Linked DNA regions of Ovis aries: region 2 is linked to region 1. A link is a contact called in public Hi-C data. All regions are on one chromosome and are shown on one strand. Each heading gives the region's core, a stretch centred on a gene start, on an enhancer-like site or on the middle of the called end of the contact. The rest is flanking DNA. Distances are from core to core; before and after follow the strand shown. Region 1 overlaps LOC132659635 (a long non-coding RNA gene). Region 2 holds the start of CD9 (CD9 molecule).

Evidence for each region. Hi-C and Micro-C count contacts between places; a contact is called where the count stands out from the background.
Region 2: a Hi-C map of tail adipose tissue shows a contact between it and region 1, with 5 times the contacts expected there. The contact joins the promoter of CD9 here to the enhancer-like site in region 1. A contact is called at or near these places in 11 of 16 Hi-C or Micro-C datasets (blood, hypothalamus, liver and 4 more).

Annotation. Positions count from the first base shown.
Region 1 is chr3:209,912,927-209,916,169 of ARS-UI_Ramb_v3.0, forward strand. LOC132659635 (a long non-coding RNA gene) reads right to left here. Exons shown (of 3, transcript XR_009600295.1): 3 at 138-3,243. Among named protein-coding and RNA genes, the nearest start is that of PLEKHG6, 25 kb to the left of the region's middle. Within about 2 kb of position 1,490, at least 40 of the 54 cell types and tissues checked have an H3K27ac peak or open chromatin away from gene starts, as enhancers often do. A contact at or near this core is called in hypothalamus, liver and tail adipose tissue, where this site is marked.
Region 2 is chr3:209,987,970-209,991,212 of ARS-UI_Ramb_v3.0, forward strand. It overlaps CD9 (CD9 molecule), which reads right to left and starts at 1,467. Exons shown (of 8, transcript NM_001114764.1): 1 at 1,261-1,467. The coding sequence starts at 1,326. It overlaps LOC132659636 (a long non-coding RNA gene), which reads right to left and starts at 863. Exons shown (of 2, transcript XR_009600296.1): 1 at 1-863.

The DNA of each region.
Region 1 (3,243 bases), core at 240-2,739:
TCTGTGGATTTGACCACTGTAGGGACCTCGTGTAAGTGGAATCATACAGCACATGTGTGTGACTGGCTTATTTCTGGGAACATTATGTCCTCAGGTTCATCTGTGTTAGCCTGAGTCAGAATTTTCATCACGGGGGAGGAAGAGGACCCGGATCAGAGGCCACGGTGATGGGTAAGTCTTTTGCATGGATGCCGCCTGGTAGAGTGAGTAGTTTCTGGGAAGAGCAAGCCTGGGGCCAGGAGCCCAGTCTTCAGGGAAGGAGGGGGAGTGGCCAAGAGGCTAGAGGATGACAGTAAGCGTTTACCTTTCCTGAGACTTTTCCTGTTAGCTGACCTGTAAAGGGTGGGGGGATAATCTCTCATTCCCCAATTGCTGTGGAATTAACGTGTTGCTTAAATAAGTGGTCTACAAATTGTCATTATACAGTGACCTAAGTCTTCCTTTCCTTCTCTGAGTTTGGGTGCATAATGGCACCTGCCTCCTCCAGGGTGGCTGTGAGTGTGAAATAAACGCATAAACTAAGCACAGAGTTGCTCAGTCGTGTCTGGCTCTTAATGACCCCATGGACTATACAGTCCATGGAATTTTCTAGGCCAGAATACTGGAGTGGGTAGCCTTTCCCTTCTCCAGGGGTTCTTCCCAACCCAGGGATCCAACCCAGGTCTCCCGCATTGCAGGCAGGTTCTTCACCAGCTGAGCCACCAGAAAACTGAGATCATGACATCTGGTCCCATCACTTCATGGCAAATAGATGGGGAAACAATGGAAACAGTGGTAGACTTTATTTTGGGGGGCTCCAAGGGGGCACCAAAATCACTGTAGACTGATTGCAGCCATGAAATTAAAAGACGCTTGCTCCTTGGAAGAAAAGTTACGACCAACCTAGATAGCATATTAAAAAGCAGAGACATTACTTTGCCAACAAAGGTCCGACTAGTCAAAGCTATGGTCTTTCCAGTAGTCATGTATGGACGTGAGAGTTGGACTATAAAGAAAGCTGAGCGCACAAGACGCACAAGAACTGATGTGAACTGTGGTGTTGAAGACTCTTGAGGGTCCCTTGCACTGCAAGGAGATCCAACCAGTCCATCCTAAAGGAGATCAGTCCTGAATATTCATTGGAAGGACTGATGCTGAAGCTGAAACTCCAATACTTTGGCCACCTGATGCAAAGAACTGACTCATTGGAAAAGACCCTGATGCTGGGAAAGATTGAGGGCAGGAGAAGGGGCGACAGAAGATGAGATGGCTGGATGGCATGACCGACTCAATGGATATGAGCTTGAGTAAATTCCGGGAGTTGGTGATGGACAGGGAGGCCTGGCGTGCTGCAGTCCATGGGGTCGCAAATAGTGGACACAACTGAGCGGCTGAACTGAACTGAACTGAGGCACAGAGGGCGTCTGGTGGAGCAGCCGAGGGAGAGGAGGGGCAGGGCAGGGGCTGGGAGTGGGCGGGGCCCAGGGCGCGGGGAGGGGCGCAGGGGCGGCAGGGCTTCCCGGTGGCCACGAGGGGGCGCCGCGGGGGCGGAGGGAGCGGGTCTCCGGGCGGGCGGGTGACTCACGGCGGCGGGAGGGAGGGAGGGAAGATGAGTCAGCCGTCCTCCGGCTTCCCGCTCCCGCCGCGCCCCGGCAGCCGCCCGGAGCTGACCCTAGGGAGGGGCCCCGGGGGCGCCGCCCTGCAAGCGGCAGGGCCCGGGCCTTCCCGAAGCGGGGGCGCCCTGAGTCTCGCTCTCAGCGTCTTCATCTTCGGGGCCGGGGCTTCGGGAGGAGACTCCGCGCTCGACCGGGGCTGATGATCCAGGGCGGCGGGTGCCAGCTTGGGAGCCGCAGAGGCGCTGCCCCTGGCTCGGGGTGGGCGGTGGTCTTGCCTGCGGGGCCAGAGGAGGGGGCTTCCCTGGGGAGCCGCTCCCGCCAGGCCGGTGGGGTCCGCTAAGATGCTCCGGGTGCGGTGGGCTGCAGGCGGCGGCGCAGAGAACAGGGTCACCCCGCCCTGCCGCCAAAGCCGCACGCAGTAAACCTACCCCGTTCCTTGGCGCGCAGGCTGTTTCCGCCTCTTCCCAACCTGGTGCCCGATGCCCGGTGCCCGGAGAGGGTCTGACTCAGACCTTGGGGGTCAGAGCTGCCCTAGACCTCGCGGAGCCTGGGCCCCGGCCTCGCGTGGGCGATCCAGCCCAGGCAGGGAGGTGACTTGTCCTAAGGCCCCAGAGGGGAGACCGAGCTCCTGAATCGGGACCTCCTACTCACCAGCCCGTGGAAAGTGCTTAAAATTGTTCCTGGCACCTAGTCTGCCATTATGTATAATAAATAATATATATGCCTAATAGCTCATCTTTGTGGGGTACTTACTGTGTGCCCCTGCGTGTTCTTCGTGGATTGCTTGATTCTCACAATTGCACTAAGACACAAACACTACTCTTATCCTCATATGGGGGCTGGGGAAACATGCTCAGAGAAGTTAGGTAACTTGCCCAAGATCACACAGCTAGGAAGCAGTGTGTGGGAGTTAAATCCAGACCTCTTGAATTCAGAGGCTGCATGCATGAGACTGACTTCAAATATTGGTGAGGTGCAGGTGTCAACACAAAAATTAACTGGCCCATCTAAGAAAGAAATGGGAGATTTTTATCTCCCATTTGGTGCCAAACTGAGGCGTTATATCCTGAGAACAGCCTCTCAGAAAGCTTTGAGAACTGTTTGGCCTGTTAGGGGCTTCCCTGGTGGCTCAGAGGGTAAAGTGTCTGCATGTAATGTGGGAGGCCTGGGTTCAATTCCTGGGTCGGGAAGATGCCTTGGAGAAAGAAATGGCAACCCACTCCAGTACTCTTGCCTGGAAAATCCCATGGACAGGAGACCTGGTAGGCTCTAGTCTGTGGGTTGCAAAGAGTCAGACACAACTGAGTGACTTCACTTCACTTGGCCTGTTAGAGGCCAACACGCGGTTGTGTAACAAGGTTTGAGAGAGGGGGCTGTACATTAAATGACAGGTTATTGACAGTTTACATGATCCAGATCCACAGGCATGAAGCACAGTCATGGATTATCATCTTACAAGATTAAGAAAGAAGTTTATCTCTTAAGGAATTGCAGCCCTTTATGAGATTAAGAAAGATCATGATCGAAGAGGAGGTTGGGTTAATGCGGAGACATCACACATGTACGCACAAACACATATGCAAAAAGGGGAGGAAGGAACCCAAAAGGACAAAGAAAAATGTTTAAATTATGACGTGCTTTAGAATTT
Region 2 (3,243 bases), core at 217-2,716, 75 kb after region 1:
CTGTCAGCTCCAGGGAGAGGAGCAAATCTTGTGAGACTTTCCCCTGGGGCTCATGGGGAAACAGATCCGAGTGAATAAGTAGTTTTGTTACAAGCCTCCTGTGGCATGCCCCTGCTTCTATAGCCATCTCTCTCTGGAGAGCGGCACAGGGTCTGCCTTTCCAAATGCCTTCCTAATGGCAAAGGGGAAAAACCGTCCACCTGTGAGCGGGGGAAGTGACCCTGGAACTAGGACACCAAGTCCCCTACCCCTTGCCTCTGTCTCTGGGGGGCCCCTTAATCCCCCTAGGGAGGGCTCCGAGGGGCCTCTCCCCTTCCCCGCTGCCCGCCTCAGGCTGCCGTAGGCTGAGAAGCTGCCAGTAGCCGGCAGCGGGAGTCCTGGAACTCCCAGGCCTGCGTCCTCCCCAGGTGACAGTCCGCTCCCGGTGGCCCCACCCGGCTTCTGGGTGGGCTGGCGGGGGAGGAGGTGGGGTGGCCACCTGATCCCTCCCGGAAATGGAGAAACACGGGACTCATCCCACGCGGGCGCCGATAAGCATCGGCCCCAACTCTCCCCAACTGCCTCGGAGTTCTCTCCAGTCCAGATACTTATCGCCCTTTGGGGAAAAAAAAAATCAAGACAAGCTAGTCTTTCAGGTAGTTTCGAGGGAGCTCGGACTTTCTCACGCCGGCTCAGAATCAGTCTGAGAGGTCGGGGATGCAGGAGGGACCCCGACTTTCATTCACGAATGGGGTCCCGGGATGCCGACATCCGCGGTTGGGGCGTCCCTTCCCCTCCCGTGCAAACGTGCCAACAGCTCTTGGCTGAGCGTCCCTGGCGAGTCATTAGTCCCTTTTTGCGTCCGCATCCTTCCCCTCCTCGCGGCCCCGGATACTCGGGGGACCCCGCCCGGGTCACGAGCCGCACAGTCCGCCACAGCCTCCCACGATCAGGGCCTTAAGTCCCCAGCAGAGGGGTGCTCTGATTCTTCCTCCTGCACTCTGAGGGGCTCGGGGTGGGAGCATACACCAACTCCAACCGCAGCTCATCAGGGCTCTTCAGCCGCCCGCCTCGCTTCGGACGCGCCCCGGATCAACCCGCCCGCCCCGCCCGTCTCGACTCGGGCCGAGGAGTTAGCTGGCGGCCGCAGAGCCCTCTCCTCCCCGCCAGGAGTCTTCCCCGCGCAGGCGGGGCGAGTGCCCGGCAAAACCGATCGCGGACTGAGTGCGCCGGGCGGACAGGTGGACCCCGAGAGGCGCGCGCGGCCGTCCACTCACTCACCCAGAAGATGAAGTTAAATCCGAAGAGCAGGTATTTGATGCACTTGGTGCCTCCTTTGACCGGCATGATGCGAGCTAGAGTGGCCTGGGTTGGACAGATGTGAAACGGGGCCGCGTGAGGCCGGGACGGGCGGGACCGGGCTGTGGACTGAGGTGCGCGCGGCTGCTGGCTGGCCTCGGGGCTGCACTTTTAAAAAGTGCCACTCCTCGGGCGCGCGACGCCGCGGTGCGCATGTGCCGGGTCCCGGCCCCGCCCCGCCCACGCCCCGCAGGCCCCGCCCCCGGCCCACCTGCCACGCCCCGCCCAGGTCCGGGGGCCCGCGGCTCGTCCCGCCTCTGTCTCAGTGCTCCCCACCTAGTTGGCCGGACCTGACTTCCCGCCTTGCCTTCCCTTTTCTCCCAACCGTCCTGGAGTCTTTCTAGGCCGTCATCCTTGGCCGATTTCATCCTGGAATTATGTGAAGGCCTCACTCCTCTCGGTTCTCTCCTGGATTCTGCCCCTCCCGAGCCCTCTGCCCTAGGGAGAACTTCCCCGGTGGGTGGTGAGGGCAGAGGCCCCTTACCCAAGGTGGCGCGCAGAATGAGGGCTCTTCTTGCTTGGGGCCCGATTTGAAGAGAAACTGCCCTGTTTCTGTCTCCCTGGGGTGGCTCCTTGTACACTTTAACTCTGAAGCACACTCTTCACTCGGCACATGGAGGCTTGCCTTCCGGATGGGAGGATTCGTAGGGGCTTATGGAAGTAATCCTGAAATACCATCAATGAATAGTGATAGGTCTGAGAGCTGGACAATGTGGGGTTGCTTCCTGGATCTGTGGTTTAGATGCCCCAGAGAAGAAAAAGGCTGTAGCCTGGCTTCTGTTCTTGCCTCTTCTCCTCATCACCCTCCTTCTTGCCCTTGCCACTGCCCACTGTCACATCTTTGAGCTCCTGTGCCAGAGTTCTTAGGGTGTTTCTCCTCTGCTCCAAAATGTCCAGCAAATGACAAATGTTGGTTAGGATGTGGAGAAAAGGGAACCCTCCTCGATTGTTGGGCTGTGCTTAGTCACTCAGTTGTATCCAACTCTTTGCGACCCCATAGACTGCAGCCCACCAGGCGCCTCTGTCCATGGGATTATCCGGGCAAGAATACTGGCATGGGTTGCCATGCTCTCCTCCAGGGGATCTTCCCAACCCTGGGATTGAACCCAGGTGTCCCGCATTGCAGGCAGATTCTTTACCATCTGAGCCACCGGGGAAGCCCCCAAAACTGTTGAGAGGGAATACAAATTGATACAACCATTATGGAAAGCAGTATGGAGGTTCTTTAAAAAATTAAAAATAGAACTACGCAGCAATTCCACTCCTGGGTATTTGTCCAAAGAAAATGAAAACACTATTTGGAAATATATTTGCACCCCTATGTTCATTGTAACATTATTTCTAGCAGCCAAGATATGGAAACAACAGAAGTGTCCATCAATAGATGAATAGATAAAGAAAAAAAAATATATATGATGAAATATTACCCATAAAAAGAAGGAAAACTTGCAACCACATAGATGAACCTAGAGGGTATTTTGCTAAGTGAAATAAATCAGAGAGAGAAAGACAAATGGAATCCAAAAAAAAAAAAAAGTATAACTAACCAGAAACAGATACAGAGATACCAACAGTTGGTTGCCAAGTGGAGGTGGGTAGGGGGAGGAGAGAAATAGGTGAGGGAGATTAGGAGGTACAAACTTTCAGTTGCAAAATAAATGAGTCATGGGTATGAAATGTACAATGTAGGGAATATAGTCAATAATTATGTGATATCTTTGGACAGCGACAGATAATAACTAGACTTACTGTGGTGATCATTTCAAAATGTATAGAAATGTCGAATCACTATGTTATGTATGTATCAGGAACTGACACAATGTTGTAGGTCAATTATACTTCAAAAACAAGCAAACAAGCTCAGAGATAGAGATTAGATTCGTGGTTACCAGAGGTGGAGGTGGG